Linked DNA regions of Bombyx mori: region 2 is linked to region 1. The links are chromatin contacts, called in public Hi-C maps. All regions are on one chromosome and are shown on one strand. The core of a region is the stretch at or near the end of the contact, and the rest is flanking DNA. Distances in the headings are between cores, read along the strand shown. Region 1 overlaps LOC733061 (actin-binding LIM protein 2). Region 2 overlaps LOC101745507 (ubiquitin thioesterase trabid).

The links. Hi-C and Micro-C count contacts between places; a contact is called where the count stands out from the background.
Region 2: a Hi-C map of whole pupa shows a contact between it and region 1, with 6 times the contacts expected there. The contact joins two enhancer-like sites. A contact is called at or near these places in 2 of 7 Hi-C or Micro-C datasets (an unstated tissue and whole pupa).

The regions. Positions count from the first base shown.
Region 1 is chr26:7,144,130-7,149,612 of ASM3026992v2, forward strand. LOC733061 (actin-binding LIM protein 2) reads right to left here. Exons shown (of 19, transcript XM_062676336.1): 16 at 4,887-4,956; 17 at 3,176-3,216; 18 at 1,968-2,174; 19 at 1-1,159. The coding sequence ends at 1,046. Among protein-coding and RNA genes, the nearest start is that of LOC134201485, 16 kb to the left of the region's middle. Within about 2 kb of position 2,007, at least 4 of the 8 cell types and tissues checked have open chromatin away from gene starts, as enhancers often do.
Region 2 is chr26:7,251,078-7,256,560 of ASM3026992v2, forward strand. It overlaps LOC101745507 (ubiquitin thioesterase trabid), which reads right to left. Exons shown (of 19, transcript XM_062676337.1): 16 at 4,486-4,618; 17 at 3,293-3,386; 18 at 2,405-2,553; 19 at 1-1,487. The coding sequence ends at 1,403. Among protein-coding and RNA genes, the nearest start is that of LOC733061, 7.6 kb to the left of the region's middle. Within about 2 kb of position 2,449, at least 3 of the 8 cell types and tissues checked have open chromatin away from gene starts, as enhancers often do.

The sequences.
Region 1 (5,483 bases), core at 757-3,256:
ATTCTTTGAACTCTCGTCACACATTCACACAGAATAAATCTATAATTTTTTTATGTTTAAATTAAATGAATATATTAATATTATTATGTATCTGAAGTTATTATAATATCGTCGTTATGAAATAGGATTCGTATTTTCACATAATTCACGATCGATTTGAATGGAGTTTCCAATGAAGATCGTTCACTGTGCATCACTAGCCAAAGACGTGAAGTTCTTAATTCAAAGTGAAGTCCACACATTACTTAGAAATCTCAGATTCGTAAGTATCGTGATAATATATTTATCTCTCAAAATACGGCCGTAGATCGTTTGTTTATAATATCAAAACCAATAAATGTCTAATTCGTTTTATTCTCACTGCACACTACATAAAAACCACACGTGCAATTTACATGTTATATAATGTCAATTGAAATTTTCGACCGAAAAATGTTTTGTGGATTTGTAACTTTGTATCCCTGTGCTTGATATTTACGAATAAACGTAAAAATTGAAAATAACAACTTCTCTATACTTTTGCTCGGGTACACGAAAAATATAGGTTACATCGAAATAAATAAAATGGAAAAAAAAAACGTTAAAAACAAGGACAACTCAATTCGTCTTATTAAATATAAAAATTATGCAAAACTAAAGCGCACGCCGTGCACGCAACGGCTCGTCTAAAATTAAATCTTAGCTTTATAAAATAACATAGGCACGCATTCTTTCCAATCGAATGAATGATTACAAATAAATAATCTTGATATTTTAAAACCAATTGTGAAGATGATACTTTGTACAACATCCTTATTAATTTTTTAAAACGATAGTTTCTTCCTTCAAAATAAACATTTTTGGGGATAGCCTTTAATTCAGTCTGATAATTGAAATGATCTTGTACGTTTCAAAGAACTATCTATATTCTAAAACTATCGTTTTTTTTTTATCATTTGCTTTCTTGTGTCAATAATATCGACAAATGAAAAGTGTACAAAGTACCAACTTCAGTTCCTAGATGGCGCTGTCGCGAGTGAATCGCTCGTTCGAGTAGACGAATGTTCTAGAAGAGGCGAGCCCGTCGTTTGAGTTCGTTTCGGCGCCACTGCGGCAAGCGGTAGAAGTCTTGCCGGTTGATCTGGAGAATGGCTTCGAATTCGGCGTCCGAGAGATGTCGCTGTTAATATATTTTTTTTATATTAGAATACAATGAAGTTTGTGACAAACACTGAGATCCATGAAGCCATGAACATGAGAACTGTTAAGGAAGAGATAAGGTTGACAGGTACTAAGTACAGAACTCGGCTGGAAAACCACCGCAATAGCATTCACAAAAGTAAGTTACATCAAATGACTGAAACGTCATGATATACAGGGAGTTGGTGACAGATGGTGATCAATGAGGAGTCTCCTGGTGAGGAGCTTCTTCGACGCGATGGCACACACAACGCATCTGCTCATAGTCCAGGACTGATCGCAGATAGGCACATAAAAATAATAATAATAATAATAATATTAGAATGCGTAATTATGAAATTGACATTTCTAATCTGAAATCTGTTTTAAATTGATCCACCAACGTCTCTAGAACCAGTCTTTGTCCACTTCAAGTAAGCAACAACGCATAGTGTTTTTTGGTTAAGTGGGGTTCTACAATTAACAGTAATAGGATAGGTACCACCCCGCGTATTTCTCAGTTTGAAGGGTGGGGCAGCCGTTGTAACTATACTGAGACCCTAGAACACATATCTCAAGGTTAGTGGCGGTATTTACATTGTAGATATCTATGGGCTCCGGTAACCACTTAACATCAATCAGGTGGGCTGTGAGCTCGTCCACACATCTAAGCAATAAAAAATTATAACTTTTATATTATTGCCCTTGTAGGCGAGCTTACAGCCCACCCGATGGTGAGTGTTTACCGTCGCCCATGGACTTCAGCAATGCCAGGGGCAGACTCAAGCCGCTGCCTACCGTCTACCTACCTCTAAGTTAAGCCTGTCGACGTCGGGCGGCAGCCTGTAGTTGGTGATGAGCAGCAAGTGGTAGGGGTAGAGCTTGGCCGGCTCGTGCAGGAGATGCGAGGTGGCCATGTTGGGGAGGGAGCGGCGCACGCCCCCCACCCCGCCGCGCACCCCCACCCCCGACCCCAGCGTGCTCACCCCGCGGACCACTATACCCGCTTCGGTTGTCTGCGCAATCAAATACGATGCATAATGAGCTTTCCGTTATTTCTACTAACAATAAACATTTACTGGTGGTAGGACGTCTTGTGAGTCCGCGCTGGTAGGTACCACCGTCCCCCGCTTATTTCTGCAGTAATGCGTTTCGGTTTGAAGGGTGGCGCTGCCGTTGTAACTCTACTGAGACCTTAGAACTTACTCAAGCTAGGTAGCGGCGTTTACGTTGTGAATGTCTATGGGCTCCGGTAACCGCTTAACACCAGGTGGGTTGTGAGCTCATCCACCCATCTCAGCAATAAAAAAAAACAATTCTTGTCAGAGTTCAAACAGTAAGCAGAGCTGATAAACATCAGAACGCGGATGCCGTAAATTTATATATTTGACTGAGCATTTTTTTTAATGTGTTATGTTTCGACAGAAAAGCGCATCTTCATTTTAATTCTAATTACTTTTATACGGATTCAAATGTGATCAAGAAGAGATTCTCGATTCATTTCTGGATCACAGAGCTAACAGCCCACCCGGACTAACCACTAAGTTTATTGGAGCTTATGATCATCAGAATGCGAATGCAGTCTTATCCATCTTGAGGCACTAAGTCTTAGTCTCCCTTATATTGTGTTCACATCAGCACGTATGACTGCTTCGCGACAGAAATATGCAGGATGGTTATCTTATCCCTTGCGAGTTTACAAATTGTTCTACCACCGGTAAATTTCCTTGTGGTCAAGTTGTTTTTTTTGTCATTTTCTTTTTTAGGTATGTTATATAATTTTCTTTCATAACTTTTAATAATTTTTCTCGTCTTTAATAAAATAAATAAAAATCATTTAATTCAGACCATCTTAAGCCTATATGTTGTAAGTAGTTGTAAGTATACTTATAACTATGTTAGTAAAATTATAATTAAAATTAAATATACCAAAATTATTAAAACATTTAATACATTAAAATAAATAATTTGTTCGTATTATATCAGAAAATAATGTTTAAATTTTAAATGAACTTACCACAGCACTTCTATCCACATCGGTTATGGAGCCGGCAGAAACTGTAAGAATACATTTTTACACATCACTACAGCATCTACTTTAAAAAAATAATCTTACATTGATACTAATAAATTTTTAATTAGTGTATAAAGTGCTTATTTGTGTTAGTTATCTTTTACGAGAATGTTTTAAAGCTGGGATGTGTTGCGATTTGTTTATTGCATGATTAATAACACAAATGAAACGTATGGTGTCTACAAATATATTAAAATTGCATTTTGAATTTTGATTCGGATGAAAATAATTAACAGTCTAGATTTGAAGTCTGCAGCTAAATCATACATTGCTTTCCACATCAATGATGTTGGCTCCAGTTTTATTAAAACTCTCATAAAATGAATTTTCCGTTCGCAGTCAGTTGAAATTAACTTTTAATTTTAATTTTTTTTATTGCCCTTGTAGGCAGACGAGCATACGGCCCACCTGATAGTGAGTGGTTACCGTCGCCCATGGACTTCAGCAATGCCAGGGGCAGAGCCAAGCCGCTGCCTACCGCAAACTGTCCATATTTCATGTTAATAAAAAAATCCTAACCGAGTCCGTGTCATACATGTAGATAAAAATATAATAATTTTGTGACATTGTTAATAAAATGTTAACTTTATTTTAATTATTAAACTACAGCAAATGCAGATTATATTTAGTGCATTTTTTTTTGTTTATTAATACGACATTTTTAAAATGAAGTATGAAGTTTCTTTGCCTTTACTATTATCGTGATCCTCGGATTCCGAATAAAATTTACAATCAAAATCAACTCTCCAGGATGTTTAGAAATAATTTGCAAAATTACATCGTAATGTTTGTTTGATTTAAGAAAGAGAGTCCATAAAGACATGATGAAAAGTAAAGTCAATTTATGATTATTCACGTAAAAATTCTATTAATGAAAACTATTGGTACATATAATAAATACTATGAATAAGCGCTTTGCGGAAGGCGGGATTCCAAAGTGAAAACTAAAAAATGTTGTTTGTCTCTTTCTCGCTTAAGCTTTATGCGTACGTTTGTCTCTCTCCGGCAAGCGAGGCGATACTACTTACTGCACAGATCCGTCCGCACTGCGCGCAAAAAACAACCCAAATCTTAATAGAATACGTGCTAATAAGAATCATTATTCTTTGATATAATTTAATATAAATGTTACAATTGGCAACATTGGTCATTCAACGTGTATCGCCGCAGTAAGAAGTGGAAATAGGATATATATTTCGATTACGTAATTTTTTTTTTTTTTGTACTCAGTTAAAAAAATCGAAATACATTAAAAATTATAACACAGAAAACATATGTGCAAAAAGCCGACCTAAGCTCAGAGATTGTTTTTTTTCAACAAACCCGAAATAACGATAGAATATATAAAATATGTACTTTGAATTTATACTATACAAAATAATGTAAGAAGATAGTTAGAATTTTTTTTGATGTCAACGCCATACACACCAACCATCCAAATAAAAAAATATAGTATGAAATCCTAATATGTCAGATAAAACCTATACATATATATATATATATATATATATATATATATATATATATATATATATATATATATATATATATATGTATAAATGTGTATAAATATATATATACACGTTAAATTTATTGTGTGTACCTACATTTTTATAGTTCTTGTCCCAAAATAATATAAAAAGGAGGTACATACTATCTGATTTGCCGCTGCTGAAGTCGGTGCTATGAGTTTTATCTCCCATGCCGCTGAATGTGAAGTCACCCTGTAATTACATTAATACAATGACTGCCTATCACAAATACTTAATATTTGGTATTTTAAAACGATTTATTTAACTGCTGCTTTGTTCGAAAATAAGAATTGTTTAATTGCCAATATTTTCACTATTACTTACAAAATACCGTTGGGATACACCCTGTATATATAGTATTGTAATCTTTTTAGGGTCCGGAAAACAAATACACTACCTTAATCTAAGTAGACAACAATATATGTGCATTCAATGAAACACAGTCGAAGGCAGTATGTAGATAATGACAACAAAATTCACAACCCAAAAAATTCTCATTAATGCAGTTTATTCAACACCGCGTTCATTGACCCCAGAATTCAATTTGTAATTCGTTGCGGGCCCAGGTTAGATCATACTATTAAAATTATTCTCATATTTGTAAATCAATATTGGGTTTCGGGAAACGTTTTTAAACACCCTGTATAGTCAACGTAACAGCTCGAACGACCCTGTCAAACTAATGTGCCATATTTATACTTCATACCTTTTATAGTTTG
Region 2 (5,483 bases), core at 1,199-3,698, 110 kb after region 1:
TTTACACCTCGGGTTACATTATTTGAGTTTTAGTAAGTACCCCTAATTTGTTTCAAAAAAGATTATAGCCTATGTCACTCGGGAATAGTGTAGCTTCCAAATAGTGAAAGAATTTTTCTAATCGGTTCAGTAGTTTCGGAGTCTATTCAATACAAACAAACAAACGAATCTTTCCTCTTTATAATATTAGTATAGATTTCTTTATAAGCAATCAGAGTTCATTTTTCTGATGCTGCGATATCTGATAAGTCACGACTGCTAGATATGAATGGAGATTCGTATCGATTATTTATCGATATTAGATCAGGTAAAACTATTCGATCAACAGTAAGGCGGGCCATTATTCGATCACGCATTCGTGTTATAAAACTAAATATAGTCACTTCGACAACTATAACCTTCAAATTGTATGAATGCAATCCCTTCAAAACGAATATCTCAACTGCCATACAAAACCTATAGATGACGTCACTAAAGCAACCTCTCACTGCCATTTATCTTTCTTTTTTATTTATTTATATATATATAAAAATATGTTTACTAATTTATCTGTCGTCCCTAGACACGTATTTTCGTTTATCAGTTTTTTATAAGAGCACTATTTCCTTTGATTTTGGCTTTACAATTCACACTTCAACTATTCGCGTCTCTAGTAAATAAATCAGAATAGGTGTATTAAATTTTGAAATAACGTGATTTTGATTTGGAATGTACGTAAAATTAATTGAACTTTTAAGAATAAAAAAATAAGGCATTTCGTGTATTGAAAATTAATTGTTTAAGTGTGTTTTATGTTGAAAAGAGCATCAATTGTTTAACTGCATGTCGATTCTTTAGTAAAGCCAAAAAAAAAACGAACTCCCACTACGCGAAGCTATGTAATATTGTAAATTCACAATACTACGCTATTTGTAAAATATTATTATTATTATTTAACTACTATAATTCATTTTGATGTAACTATCAATATACTACTACTTTGGCTGTTCATTGATAAAACAGTTCTTAGATTGATCATGATCAGCGACATTTGGTGAGAACTCAGAGGGCATTAAAACTTTATTGTCTAATGTAATTAATACTCATACACAATGTACGAGAGTGTAATATTGCGTGACAATTACATTTTGTACTTTATTATTTTTAAACAAGCGCATTTTCTATTCATATTAATTAATAGAATCGGAATCGTTATAGTGAAAAATCATAAGCTGCTTAGTTATTGAGCACAATTATTAATTTAGAATTTTGTTCATTGGCAACACCGAGCGCTTCGTGGTGTTGCCAAGTTTTTTTTTTTTAAATCCTTCCTAATTTTAAGCTTATCAACGTTGTGTGTTTGACGGTGTATATTAATTACCGTGTAGTGTTTATTTTGGTGTATTGTTAGCGAGTGTTTATATCATTCTTCATCTGTATCGGGATCGCTTGAGTATTCCGCTGCCGCGGCTTGGAGTCGCGGTGGAAATGGACCTCTCGTTTGTTGTCTGTAAAACGTATGGTTTTCTATTTTATTTTTATGCTATTAACAGTGTCATTGGTACATCCAAACTGACAACTGGATTGAGTCTTGGACATAATTCGCACTTTATTTTCCCTTACCCTTACGTAACCTTAACTAGTAGGTGAGCTCACGGGGCTCAAACCTGACGACGTTGCTAACACGAACCCTAGCCGGAGCCGTGCTTCGCAGAATTTACCACCGGATTGGAAACGCGACTCACTGAGAAGATCCGGCGAGAAACTCAGTGGGCTGTGTCTATGGGGGAATTCGCACAGTCAATGGCATTATCGACGGATGCATTTAGCCATTCATATGGTATCTTTAATTGATAAGAAAAAATTATCACTGTATGTCCGGAACTAAATGTGTCCGTGGCGCTATGTCTGTGTCCCGACGTTATTAATGTCTATGAACAACGCTAGCCAATAACAATCAAGTGAAGTCGCCTTCAAGGAAATTGCTTAGATGGGTGGATGACCTCACAGACCACCTGGTATTGAGAGGTTACTGGAGCCCATAGACATCTACAATTTAAATGTTCAATTCACCTCGAGAAACAAGTCCTAAGGACTCAAGTATAGTTACAACGGCTGCCCCGCCCTTTAATTTGAACTTCAGTTTCAAACCGAAACGCATTACTGCTTCACGGCAGAAATTGCAGGGCGGTGGTACCTACCCGCGCGAACTCACAAGAGGTCCTACCACCAGTAATTATAAATTATTCCTTCCCCGTGGAAGTCAATCATGAACATTTCTTAAGTACGTATTTCGTTAGACACAAATTCGTACCCGCCTGCGGGGTTCGAACACCGGTGCATCGCTCAACACGAATGCACCGGACGTCTTATCCTTTAGGCGGTAACGTTACAGAGGTTTAGATCGAGTAGAAGTGGCACGCACGCGAGCCTGCGGTAGTGGTTGAGCCACTCCTCCAGCATCTGTGCCTGCAGCAGCGAGGGCGCCAGCGAGGGCCTCCGCGCCGCCGCCAGCCCGCCCGACGTCTCGCGCCACACCACCCAGCGACGGACCACGCTCTCCGCTTCCGACATCTACACAACAACAATACAACACCCTGTATATATGATTAGCAGTAAAAATTGTTTTTTTGAAAAAAAAAAATCAATTTTTTATTATTTACGTATGCTGATAGCCTTGAGAGGCTATTTCAACTTCACCCTAACTTGTGTAGGTTGAGCTCACAGGGCTCAAACAGGATTGTTGCTAGCCTTAGCAACTGGCCCTAGCAAGAGCGGTGCTCCGTAGAATCTACCACCGGATCGGAAACGCGACCCACTGAGAAGATCCGACGAGAAACTCAGTGGGCTGTGTCTGAGGGTTAATTCGCGCGTCAAGCCCTTCGTCGCAAGCGACGGGTTCGACGAGGACGGTGTACTTTAATCAATCTATTTATATATCTAATCTGATCTAGTAGTAGCGTTCTTTGTTTTAGAAATCATCCAATCATCTTGCTACTGGAGGTAGGACCTCTTGTGTGTCCGCGCGGGTAGGTACCACCACCCTGCCTATTTCTGCCGTGAAGCGTTTCGGTTTGAAGGGTGGGGCAATTGTTGTAACTATACTGAGACTTTAGAACTTATATCTCAATAACACACCAGGTGGGCTGTGAGCTCGTCCACTAATCTAAGCAATAAGAAATATATAGATTTTTAGATTTAATTAGAAATCTTTGAAACATGTAATATTTCTATGAAACTTATTATACGTTTTCGAGAAAAATTCTGTAATAAACAGTTTTATTAGTCTATCCGTAATTTATAACACCCATACCTCATCGCAAGTCAGAAAATGTACAGGCAATAATTTCCCTTCTGAATCCGTTAGCGGCAGGTATATCATATCTTCATTGTCATCTTGTTGTTCCCTGAAATAGAAATTAAACTTTTTTTTTAAAAACGATCATTACTTGTAATCACTTGTAATGTTTTGGATGCGCTTAGTCAAATTTTAAGATCAAAAAGATGGATAGGCAGACGACTTCACTGCACATAATAATATAATGTATGTATAATATGAAGTTTCTAGTCTCCAACTTGTCAGGATAACAGTAATTAAGCACATAAACATATAACATATTAAAACGTTACTCTCACGACAGCTGTTAGCTGTGGTTCTAAATTTCTTTCAAAGATAATTAACTACGATCACTTAATTGTTTTTTTTTTGAGCTGATTGCGTCAACTTTTTGTCATATGAGTGGTCTATTATCAAAGGTGGCAATCTGTGCATTTGGACAAAAAAAAATTATTGATATTTCAATACAGATTGATTTGAATATAATCGTCTCCTTCAAAGAATACGGTTCAAAACCTGCATTAAATAAAGGTTAATAGTTAACCTGTTATTTATCTAAGATGTCGTTCCGAAGAGTTTTGTGACTGCCAATGGAATACAAAGTCAATAATTCGTTTTTCTGATTTACCAATCATTGTCCAAAAGTCAGATTGCCGGCTTTGATAATAGTCGACTCATATACAACAAATATTTTGAAATAACAAAATTATTACTTTAAGTTTTATTTAAATTAATAACTGATAAAACTAAAGAAAGTCGAGTACCTAATATTATTGTCAAATTGTAGTTTTTTTGATTAGAAAAATATAATAAAACATGAACGTAGTCGGTACTAACGAGGGTAGTAACTTAAACAATTTCAGTGTTACCAGATTATACGATTTATGGTATAAAAAATAAATTAAAAATGCAATTAGGTTATTTTATATTTTGATGCATTAAAATATGATTCATTTTTAGTCAACATGCGAGAACAATGAAGTTATTTTTTTTAAACTTTCCATAGTGATTATACCTTTTTAATTCGCAAATCCTGGTTACGCCCTTGTATAGAGAAAAGTGCATACGAAACGAAATGCGATCACAGCTTCAATTAATAGCATTTATTGCCTCAATCGAGACGTCCTTTCAAATAACATTTATTGTTATATATATAGAATGAAACTCACCGACAAATATACGTATGCCTATGCGAATAAGGCTCTATGGGCACTAGCGCGGAGAAATGTCCGCGAGTGTATCCGAGGCATAAAGGCGATTTAGAACAAAACTGGGGGTCCCACAGTAGCGGTAAGTATATACCTGGAATCATATATTTGCTGGTTAATAGTATAGTAAATATTTGCTGGTTAATGGAACCAGTTGATTGCTCCGATTTAAGACGAACCCGGACAGCGAGACCGCTACCTTCTTTCAGCTCTTATACCTATTACAACTGCTCCTTAATAAATCCGTTTCAAATATGACTAAATTTTAATTATTATTATTAATTTGATGTCATTACTAATATTCGTTAATAGTTAAGAGAAATAATTTCGTAGGCATTTATGAAATAATACGCTCTCTACATATTATTATATAGTCAATACTACATGACAATGTGTGAAACATTAGTATTCATTTTATTAGAACGTTACCTTTCTGTCTTACGGCAAAAAAAATATGGACATTCAACAAAATAAAATAATGAAGACAAAAGTCATTTCTAAAATATGATTTATTTTATTGCTTAGATGGGTGGACGAGCTCACATCCCACCTGGTGGTGACCAATGGTTACCTCTGGACGACATGACCAGGGTATAAGCACTATAAGCCGCCACTCACCCCGAGACACAAGTTCGAAGTCTTAGTTTTTTTCAGTACGGCAGAAATAGGCAGGGTGGGTACCACCTACCCACCTACCCGTGCGGACTCACAAGACAACTTATAAGTTGTATATACGGCCGTGTCAAATTATTCACTAAATTCGGTAGTGCTGAAATCTTGTCATCAAAACCAAAAATCGAGTCTTACATTAAACAAAAAAATCGCTTAAGCAAGTAACTATTGATTTGGATATTTTTGTCATGGTATCTTGACCTTCATAATTTTGACATGGATTTAAATTTCAAAAAACAAAAGCAACAAATGGCAATTACACAACGTTCAATATGAAAAATTTAAAA